Linked DNA regions of Mus musculus: region 1 is linked to region 2. Evidence: chromatin contacts called from public HiChIP or PLAC-seq data. All regions are on one chromosome and are shown on one strand. The core of a region is the stretch at or near the end of the contact, and the rest is flanking DNA. Distances in the headings are between cores, read along the strand shown. Region 1 has its middle 19 kb from the start of Akr7a5. Region 2 overlaps Usp48 (ubiquitin specific peptidase 48).

The links. HiChIP or PLAC-seq counts read pairs in DNA pulled down with a chosen protein or histone mark.
Region 1: a contact with region 2 is called in an HNF4G HiChIP or PLAC-seq map of pancreatic cancer cells. The contact joins two enhancer-like sites. A contact is called at or near these places in 1 of 115 datasets of contacts at active chromatin or transcription factors (pancreatic cancer cells) and 1 of 9 other capture datasets (liver).

The regions. Positions count from the first base shown.
Region 1 is chr4:139,327,999-139,332,331 of GRCm38.p6, forward strand. No RefSeq gene overlaps it. Among named protein-coding and RNA genes, the nearest start is that of Akr7a5, 19 kb to the left of the region's middle. Within about 2 kb of position 2,828, at least 63 of the 459 cell types and tissues checked have an H3K27ac peak or open chromatin away from gene starts, as enhancers often do. A contact at or near this core is called in liver and pancreatic cancer cells, where this site is marked.
Region 2 is chr4:137,640,350-137,644,689 of GRCm38.p6, forward strand. It overlaps Usp48 (ubiquitin specific peptidase 48), which reads left to right. Exons shown (of 27, transcript NM_001355588.1): 23 at 3,994-4,149. Among named protein-coding and RNA genes, the nearest start is that of Usp48, 48 kb to the left of the region's middle. Within about 2 kb of position 1,327, at least 106 of the 459 cell types and tissues checked have an H3K27ac peak or open chromatin away from gene starts, as enhancers often do. A contact at or near this core is called in liver and pancreatic cancer cells, where this site is marked.

The DNA.
Region 1 (4,333 bases), core at 1,578-4,077, 1.7 Mb after region 2:
CGTGGGCTGAGCATATGCAAACCATAGCAGCTAGCATCAGTGAATAGGGAGGGGTCATGAAAATTTGGTAACAATAAAAGATTTTTGAACACGCAATGGTCTATCATTAATTCATAGTTAATCAAAGACATTTGTGACAGTATTCTATTTTAACATCCTCTGGCAGGCTTGGCTGGGAACACACCGTATCGCTGACATTCAGCATGACCAATGCCCAGGACACATCACCTCTCTTTCTACTCTGTGTGGTTTTCTTCCTCTTACAGAATGCAATGGTTAGAGAACAAGAAAACAAAGATGTCCTCCTGTCTCTCAACACTGAGATAGCATTGGGTTATTTTAGAATCTCTGGTTTTAAAAGTTACTAAGTGATGGTTAGGAAAGCATACTTTCCCTCCTCCTCCTCCTCCTCCTCCTCCTCCTCCTCCTCCTCCTCCTCCTCCTCTTCTTCTTCTTCTTCTTCTTCTTCTTCCTCTTCTTCTTCAGCAAAGTCTCTATGCAGACATGACTGGCCTAGGATTCACTGTGTAGACCAGGGTGGTCTTGAACTCACAGAGACCAACCTGTCTCCATCTCATGAGTGCTAGGATTACAGGTGTTTGCCACCACTCCATGCCAAACTCAATTTTGGGTGCTGCTTAGAAGAATACTCCATGTAAGAGGCTGGGCACAAGGCTCCCAACCTGAAAGCCACAGCCCCAGAGGCAGAAGCAGGTGGGTCTCTGTACATTTGAGGCTAGCCTGATCTACATAGTGAGTTCCAAGGCAGCCATAACTACATAGAGAGAGCTTGTCTTTTTTTTTTAAGATTTATTTATTTATTTATTATATGTAAGTACACTGTAGCTGTCTTCAGACACACCAGAAGAGGACATCAGATCTCATTACAGATGGTTGTGAGCCACCATGTGGTTGCTGGGATTTGAACTCAGGACCTTTGGAAGAGCAGTCAGTGCTCTTAACCGCTGAGCCATCTCACCAGCCCCGAGAGCTTGTCTTACTATAACAACAACAACAACAACAACAACAACAACAACAATAATAATAGTGATAAGATACAGACAACCAGGATGATTAAGCCAATTTAAAGTATATGAGTCCTTTACTGGCCAGTGACCAAAAAGGGGTTTATGTCTCAGAGTCTCTTGTGCAAAAGTTTGGAGGCACAATGATGTTTTTAAAGGCAAACCCCACAAAGACTATAATTTACTTAGGAGTTCAATAAGGGTCAGAGTAACCTTGAAACACTCATTTCAGGAAGACCATAGTAACTTTTTTTCATATTATTTCAGACATTAAGTGACTGTTGTTGTTGTTGTTGTTGTTGTTGCTGTGGTTGTTGTTATTGTTTTACTTATAACTTCCTGAGTTAATGTTAAGTTTCAGAAAATAATTATTTTGATCAATACATCTGGACTATGGTCAATGTCATAGAAAGTCCAAATGTGTTGCTAGGCAACATCACTATTAAGCAGGTAGAGGGTGAGAACCTTCTAAACCTTAGGTTCTCGTGGATCACCACCCCTTTGGGGATGTTAAAGGACCTTTCACAGAGGTCACATATAGATATCCTGCATATCAGATATTTGCATTATATTCAGTAGCAAAATTACAGTTATGGAGTAGCAACAAAAATAAATTGAGGGTTGGGGTCACCACAACATTAGGAAGGGTGAGGACCACTGGTCTAAGCAAACACAAAATGGAATCAGGAAAAGAGGGTGTTACCTTACTCACTGGGTCCTTAACCCAGGACTAGGCAAGCATCCAATCAGCTAAGCTATAATCCAAACCCTATTTTGACATTTGAAACAGTCTTGTTCTATGGGCTTGGCAGACCTGTTGTTCCTATGTTGTCCAGGACAGCCTTGAACTTGCGTTGATTCTCCTGCCCCTGTTTCTGGAGTGCCGGAATCACAGGGGTAGACCACCACACCATGTGCTATTTGGTCGGTGCTGGTCTACTGCTTGCTATATAATCCCGCTGACTTTTGACTGCTGGCAAACTTCCTGCCTCAGCCTCCAGAGTGCAGGGATTACAAGCAAGAACGGCCGCCCTGACTTCAACTGTCTTTTTAAAGGGTTATGGTGAGAAAATCTTGTCCATTTATCCCCACGTCCCAATTTGTTACAGTCTTCATTTGGTGTAAATTCTAAGTCCCTACTGCATAAATGTTCTCAAAGATGCCTGGAGTGAACATTTGCTACTTGAGATTCGCTCCACCCTCGATTCTCTGAACAGTCTAAACTGCCTGAGAGTTTGAGGGAAACTTCTCCTGGATTAGTAAATCAGGGCTGACAGACCTTCTTTGCTGTCCTTCCACAGGGACCCTTACTAGAGCTCCCAGCAAACCTCAATTCATTGACAGCTCCCCCGCCAAAAAAACAAAAACAAAAACAAAACAAAAAACAAGCTGGGCATGGTGGCGCATGCCTTTAATCCCAGCACTCGGGAGGCAGAGGCAGGCGGATTTCTGAGTTCGAGGCCAGCCTGGTCTACAGAGTGAGTTCCAGGACAGCCAGAGCTACACAGAGAAACCCTGTCTCAAAAAAAAAACAAAAAACAAAAAAACAAAACAAAAAAACAGAGACAGCTCTCCAGGATTCACCCACCTGCTAAACTCCTTCTAGGAGGGTACAGAGAGCCCAGGGCAGCTCATGAATGGGCCAGAGAGAGGCAGGAAGCTAGAGGTGTCTGCAACTTCCGACCTAGCTCATGAGACCTGCCACTGACCTCCAGGTGGCACTGTTGTAGAGTTCTCAGCTCTACAGAAGTTTTGTGCACAGGCCCACACTTTCCTGCCCTTTCTCCGCTAGCCCCGCCTCCTGTGGGAGTGGTCACGGAAGGCTATTTTATGCAGAGACGATCCAAGGTGTCCTGGGGTTTGAGCTGGGCTGCAGCAGCTCCAAAGGTAACGGTCTTGCCTATCACCCACCCGCAATGAGCAGAGTTGATTCTTCCCCGGTACAGCTTCTTCCGGCTCCTGGGGCTGTGATCGCACCTTGTCCTCCCAAGAGCTCCGAGAACCACAAGCTCCTCAGGCTGACTTTACACAACTCTGCGGTTTCCACCCTTCCAGAAAAGTGGCCCAGGACCCTCTCACAATAGACCAACCCTGGCTCCGCCAAATTCCATGTGGCCAGCCTATGTCTAGGGCATTGAGAACACTGGGAATCTCGAACTGTGTAGACTCTCCCGAACTAGTGCCTAGCAGGTGCGTGCCTCTGAACCCTCATCTGATGGGTTTCCTGTTTTGCAGTCAGCAGAACCCCAGAAAGACTTTGGACCAAGCAGTCGATCTGCCTTCTTATTGCAGCCGGGCTCAGGGTCTTGGATTTTTCTCCCAAGTTCTGGGTGCCTGTTGGTTTAGCAGTGGTTTCAGCTTCACCAAGGAGTATCCCCACAACTGGCATTGGAAGTGGGATGATGTAGCCTATGGGAGTCTCTTCATCTGCCACGACTGGCCTAGTAACGGTGCTTGAGAGACAAGAAGGGAATTTGGTTCAACACAGCAGTAACAGACATTGTTGCTTTAAATGTTGCCAGTCATACTTGGAGTTGTTTGTTTTAGGCATATTTAAGCACCGTTTGGTTAAAACTTTCCTACTGACCTCTCAAACTCCACCTTAGGGAGAGGCAGCCTTGTACAGGAATAAAAAGCTTGCTTTACTAATTAGTTGCTTTAATACACTTGGCCCTGATGACTTTGGTCCTTCTCTTCCATCTTTGGGATTAATAAAACAACTTGCAGGAACCAGGTGAGTCCTTTCACCTTGTGGGCTCTGACCTAGTGAGTGGGTCATGTTTGGCAGCAAGCATGCCCGGTACCTGAGGAACCCAGAAAAGGGTGTCAGATCCTCTTAAGTCTGGAGTGCCAGATGGCTGGGAGCTACCATGTGGGTACTGGGATCGAACCCAGGTCCTCTAGAAGAGCAGCTAGTGCTTGTAACCACTAAACCATACCTCCAGCTCCATAATGTAATGTTCTTAAAGAAGGAAAACGTCCACATTAATAGTTCTTTAAACCTACTCCCTTCTAGGTTCCTAGTGATCCCCTGACAGCCTTTGGACTGCTAGCAAGACTTTCTAAGTGTAGGAAGTTCCTCTCATCCATCTGTCCATTCGTTTATCCATCCATCTATCCATCCATCCATCCACCCACCCACTGATCCATCTGTCCATTCATCCATGCATCCATCCATCTATCATTCAACCATTCACCTGGGCTTCTCAGCAGGGGGAGAGAGAGGAGTAGGGACTCACACTGACAGCCCAGCCCTAGCTCGTTTTCACGAACAGAGTCTGTAGTTGGCCCCGACTTTCCTCTTCACA
Region 2 (4,340 bases), core at 77-2,576:
CCTAGCTGTTCTGGAACTTGCTCTGAACAACAGAGATCTACTTGCCTTTGTTCTCCCCAAGTACTGTTATTAAAGGTGTGCACCATCACCACACAGCCTGCCAACTAGGATTTGTGATAAATGGAGGAAGATGATATTAGCCCTTCAGTCTCCACCATAATCAATTTCTACTAAGATTGACTGTGTCGGGGACTGGGGAAGATGTTCAGTGGTTGAGAGCATGGCCTCTCCAAGAGGCCTGAGTTTGGAACTCAGCACCTTCTCTGGGCTGCCTGTTTTACTCTTAATAGCTGGGACATCTTTACCCTGAGACCTGGTAGTCAAATTATGCGTAGCTTCTGCCTCAGTGGCCCTTTGCCTCATCCAATCCAGAGCACAGTCTTTGAACATGCTGGTCTGCTGTTGGTATACCACTGTTTTTTGTTTTGTTTTGTTTTGTTTTGTTTTGGTTGTTTGTTTTTTGCTTGTTTGGGTTGGTTTGGGTTTTTTGTTGTTATTGTTGTTGCTGCTGTTGTTCATTTTTTTTCATTTTCTTTGTTTTTCTGGTTGGTTGGTAGGTTTTTTCATGAGGGTTTCTCTATGTATATCTGACCTTGGAAATCACTCTAGTCCAGGCTGGCCTTGAACTCAGAGATTGATCTGCCTCTTTCTTATTCCAGAGTACTGGGATTAAAGGCGTGCACTGTCACGGTGTGATTTGCTGCTTTATTTAATGTTGATGAAGAAAGTCTTAAGTTTGGTGCTGGAGAGATAGCTCAGTGGTTGAGAGTACTTCCAGTGGTCTGGAGTTCAATTCCCAGCAACCACGTGTTGGCTCACAACCATTTGTAATGGGATCTGATGCCCTCCTCTGGCATATAGGGACATATGCGGGCAGAACACTGCGTACATAAAGTCTTAGGTCTTAATCAGCCCAAGGTAAATAAATGTTGTGTGTACTTGCTGGTATGGAAGGATGTCATTGTTATCTATGCTTTGTTCGAATCCTATAAAAATAACTTTAAAAAACAACAACAAAAACCCATGAATGAGCAAAACCACTGTTTTATGTCCATCTCTTGGACAGTGGACAGGCAAATTTGGTATTTATCCCTTGTCAAGCTTGATGGCCCATGGCCTCAGAGCGTTCTGTGGTCATGCAGGGTTTTCTGACTGAGGCGCTCTATTGCCCTACTCAGATCTGTTTGTGTCTGTTGTCAATCTCCTGACATTGTGGAGTCAAGTTTTCTCTGTTAGCTCTTTTTCCTTTCTGAGACACAGGCTTGCTGTGCCACGTAACCCAGGTTGGCCTCGATCCCATAATCTAGTTTGGCATCTAGAATGCTGGGATTGCTGGTGTGGACACCCCTGCCTGGCTGCTAAGAGGGCCCTCTAGGATTTCGAAGAAGTGTGTCTCTCTGTTTCCAGCTTTGTTTTTCAGTCCAAGCCTTGTTTGTTGAGCAAACGCTGCATTTTCCTGTGACTCAGACTTTAAAGTCTGACTCTTTCTCTGAGCATCCGGTTTTATTCACTGTGGTCACAACCACAGCAATGTTCTCAGGTGGATGTGGGATTCCTGCCTTTAGTTGTGGATTGCAGCAGAGTTCACATGAACAAATACAATACAGAATGTTAGAGGATTGCTCTTTACGCCATAATTATTTTGTACATGTTATAATTTTCCTCCGATTCCCTTGTCCATGTTTGGATATTGTAATATCCTAGAATGTTTTAAATACTTTTGGTTCAAGGCAGGGCGGGGATCTCAGCTCTAACCCTCTGTTTAGAGCATAGTAACTAGTTAGTCCCTGGGGATACCTAGTGTCTTCAGAATGTCACCTCCCGCACCCCCCTCCCTCTTTTTTCTCAGAACATGGGTCACTGGTTTCACTGAAGTAAATCCCACGCCATAAAGCAAGCATTAGTGCTCCTTAATGGAGCTGAGCAAATTCCCTGCCCTCCTCTCTAAGCCAGATCAACCAAGTTCCTTCTGTGTTATCTAAAATTCAGGTTAATGATACACTCAGTAGGTATCACTTAGGTAACTGGAAGCCTTTTAAATCCAGTGACTGGGGAAAAACAACCACTGCTCTACTGGTTTTAGCAGGTTGACATGGGTTAAAGGACAATAATTCCAGGAAAAGCTTTTAGATCCTCTTAAAATCAATTTGAAAAGATTTTAGTTGATGCCTGAGACCTTTTGGCTGGGGCATGGGGTGAGGTTAGGATTGTACAGTGGATACCTTCTGTCTGTAGATAATGTCCTCTTTTTCAGTTGGATGTTGTTTTTGTGACTGCTAAGTTGACTTTTTCTTAGAAATGGAAGTTGTGGCTAGATTGGGCAGAGCCTTGCCAGTGGCCAGAGACCTGAGAAAAGTCTCTGCCCTGGTAGCTGCTTTATGAATTACAAAACACATTAGTAATATGAATGGGAAAGTGGGAATAAAAATCCCACTTTAATTCCCTGGCTTGGTTAACAAGAGAATCTTGGCTTGTTAACCCCCCAGGGAGGGCTTTGTAAGTAAAGAGCCACAAACACTACTGCCAGCATGGAAGGCTGATCTGCCTGCAGTACAGAGCAGGCCCACATTATGTAGCAGACCTACATAATGAGTGAGATGCTTTCAAAACACACCAAAAGATGTTCTGGAACATTTGGCCCCTGCTATTCTCTTTTCTAAAGACTAGTACAGCCTGTATCTTGTGCCCATATATAGTTCCTGCTTTTTTGCTGAATGCTTAGGTCAGTTCAGTGATGGTGAAGTTCTGAATGCTTGATCCTGTGTATCGAAGGATAAACACAGTCCTGCAGTGCTTACAGTGTGTTTAAGAGAAGCTAGCAGGCATGACTTTGTGTCCACCAACTTCCTCTCAAACCCAAACTGATGCCACTGGCATGGTCTGCGTGACTGGTGGCTTCCATCTAGACCAGGGTCTTGGAGAGCACCTCACCTTGTTTTTTACCGGCATTGCCTGTACCGTGTATTAACTTTTCTCTAAATTGTAAGCTGGGCCTGAGCATTCATTTATGGTTTTTTTAAACAGTTTTTACAAGAATACTTTACAGCTAAAGCTGTTTTCCCTCTCTCTACCACCAGTACATCAAGAAACACAGTATCTTGTTTTTAGTAAAAGTATCTTTGATGTCTTGAGTACAGTCTAACGTCTCATTTTGCAGTTGGTATTTAGCTTTCATATTATTCTCAAAAGGAGAAGGGGCTCATTGGATAGAGTGCTTGCCCAGCGTACAGAAGCCCTGGGCTCCATCCCCAGCACCATAAACCTGAACAGATCATGCACTGCTTTAATTGTGCACTGTGGAGGTGGAGCTGGAGATTAGAATTGCAAAGTCATCCTGTGAGTCACAGGGGTTTGGAGGCCAGCCTATGGCACATGAACTCTTCCCCACTCCCAAGAAGAAAATGTATAACACAAGAAAATTAGAATTTATTTAGGAAGTTCTATAATCTTGAAATTTCAATCTATTGGCTTATGTTTGTTGTTTTTAACTAACTCTTTAATGCATTTTGTGTTTGTGTGTGTGTGTGTGTGTTGTGTGCAGTAGAGGTCAGAAAACAATTTGAAGGAGTTGGTTCTCACTGTGTGCGTCCTGTGGAACAAACTCACTGTCTGGCTGGGCATGAGAGACGTCTCACTCGTCCTGGGCCTTGCTGTGTAACCCTCGCCTGGCCTTGAGTTCAGAACCCCTGCCTCAGCACTCCAGTGCTAGGATTAGGAAAGGGCAGCCGCAGCTGAGAGGTCATCGCCACTGCTGCTGAAGGTGAAACTTCCTTCCTTCTGAAAGTTTCGTATACCAAACACTTAGGTTTCTTACATGCAGTTAAGGTTGACTGACACACACACCCATCATATATAAACCAGCTTACCTCTGTAGACTCTTGGATGCACTGTGCTTGATTCACAGGGTTTCAGGAGTGGTGTATCCAGCTTCTGTTTACTCAAAGAAGCTCCCGCGCAGGGTAATCCCAGAGCTTTCTCTTTGGCATCTTGCAGAGCAATGGAAGTACCAAGCGACAGAAGACATCCCAACAGGGCTATGTGGCCTACCAGAAGCAGGTCATCCGGAGGAGCACGAGGCACAGGAAGGTTCGGGGAGAGAAGGCACTGTTGGTGTCTGCCAACCAGACGTTAAAAGAATTGAAGATTCAGGTGAGGGAATGCTTGCTCACTTGTGTGGCCTGTGTGGATTGATCCCTTTCTATCCTTGCTTTATGGACTTAACCTGTTTCCTGGAGCTGAGCTTTTAACTAGTTGCCTACTTGTGGTAGTTAGCCAAGAGGAGAGGATTTTTGTGTGTTGTTTGTTGTTGTTTTTTTAATATGCTTATAAGACCCCCAAGT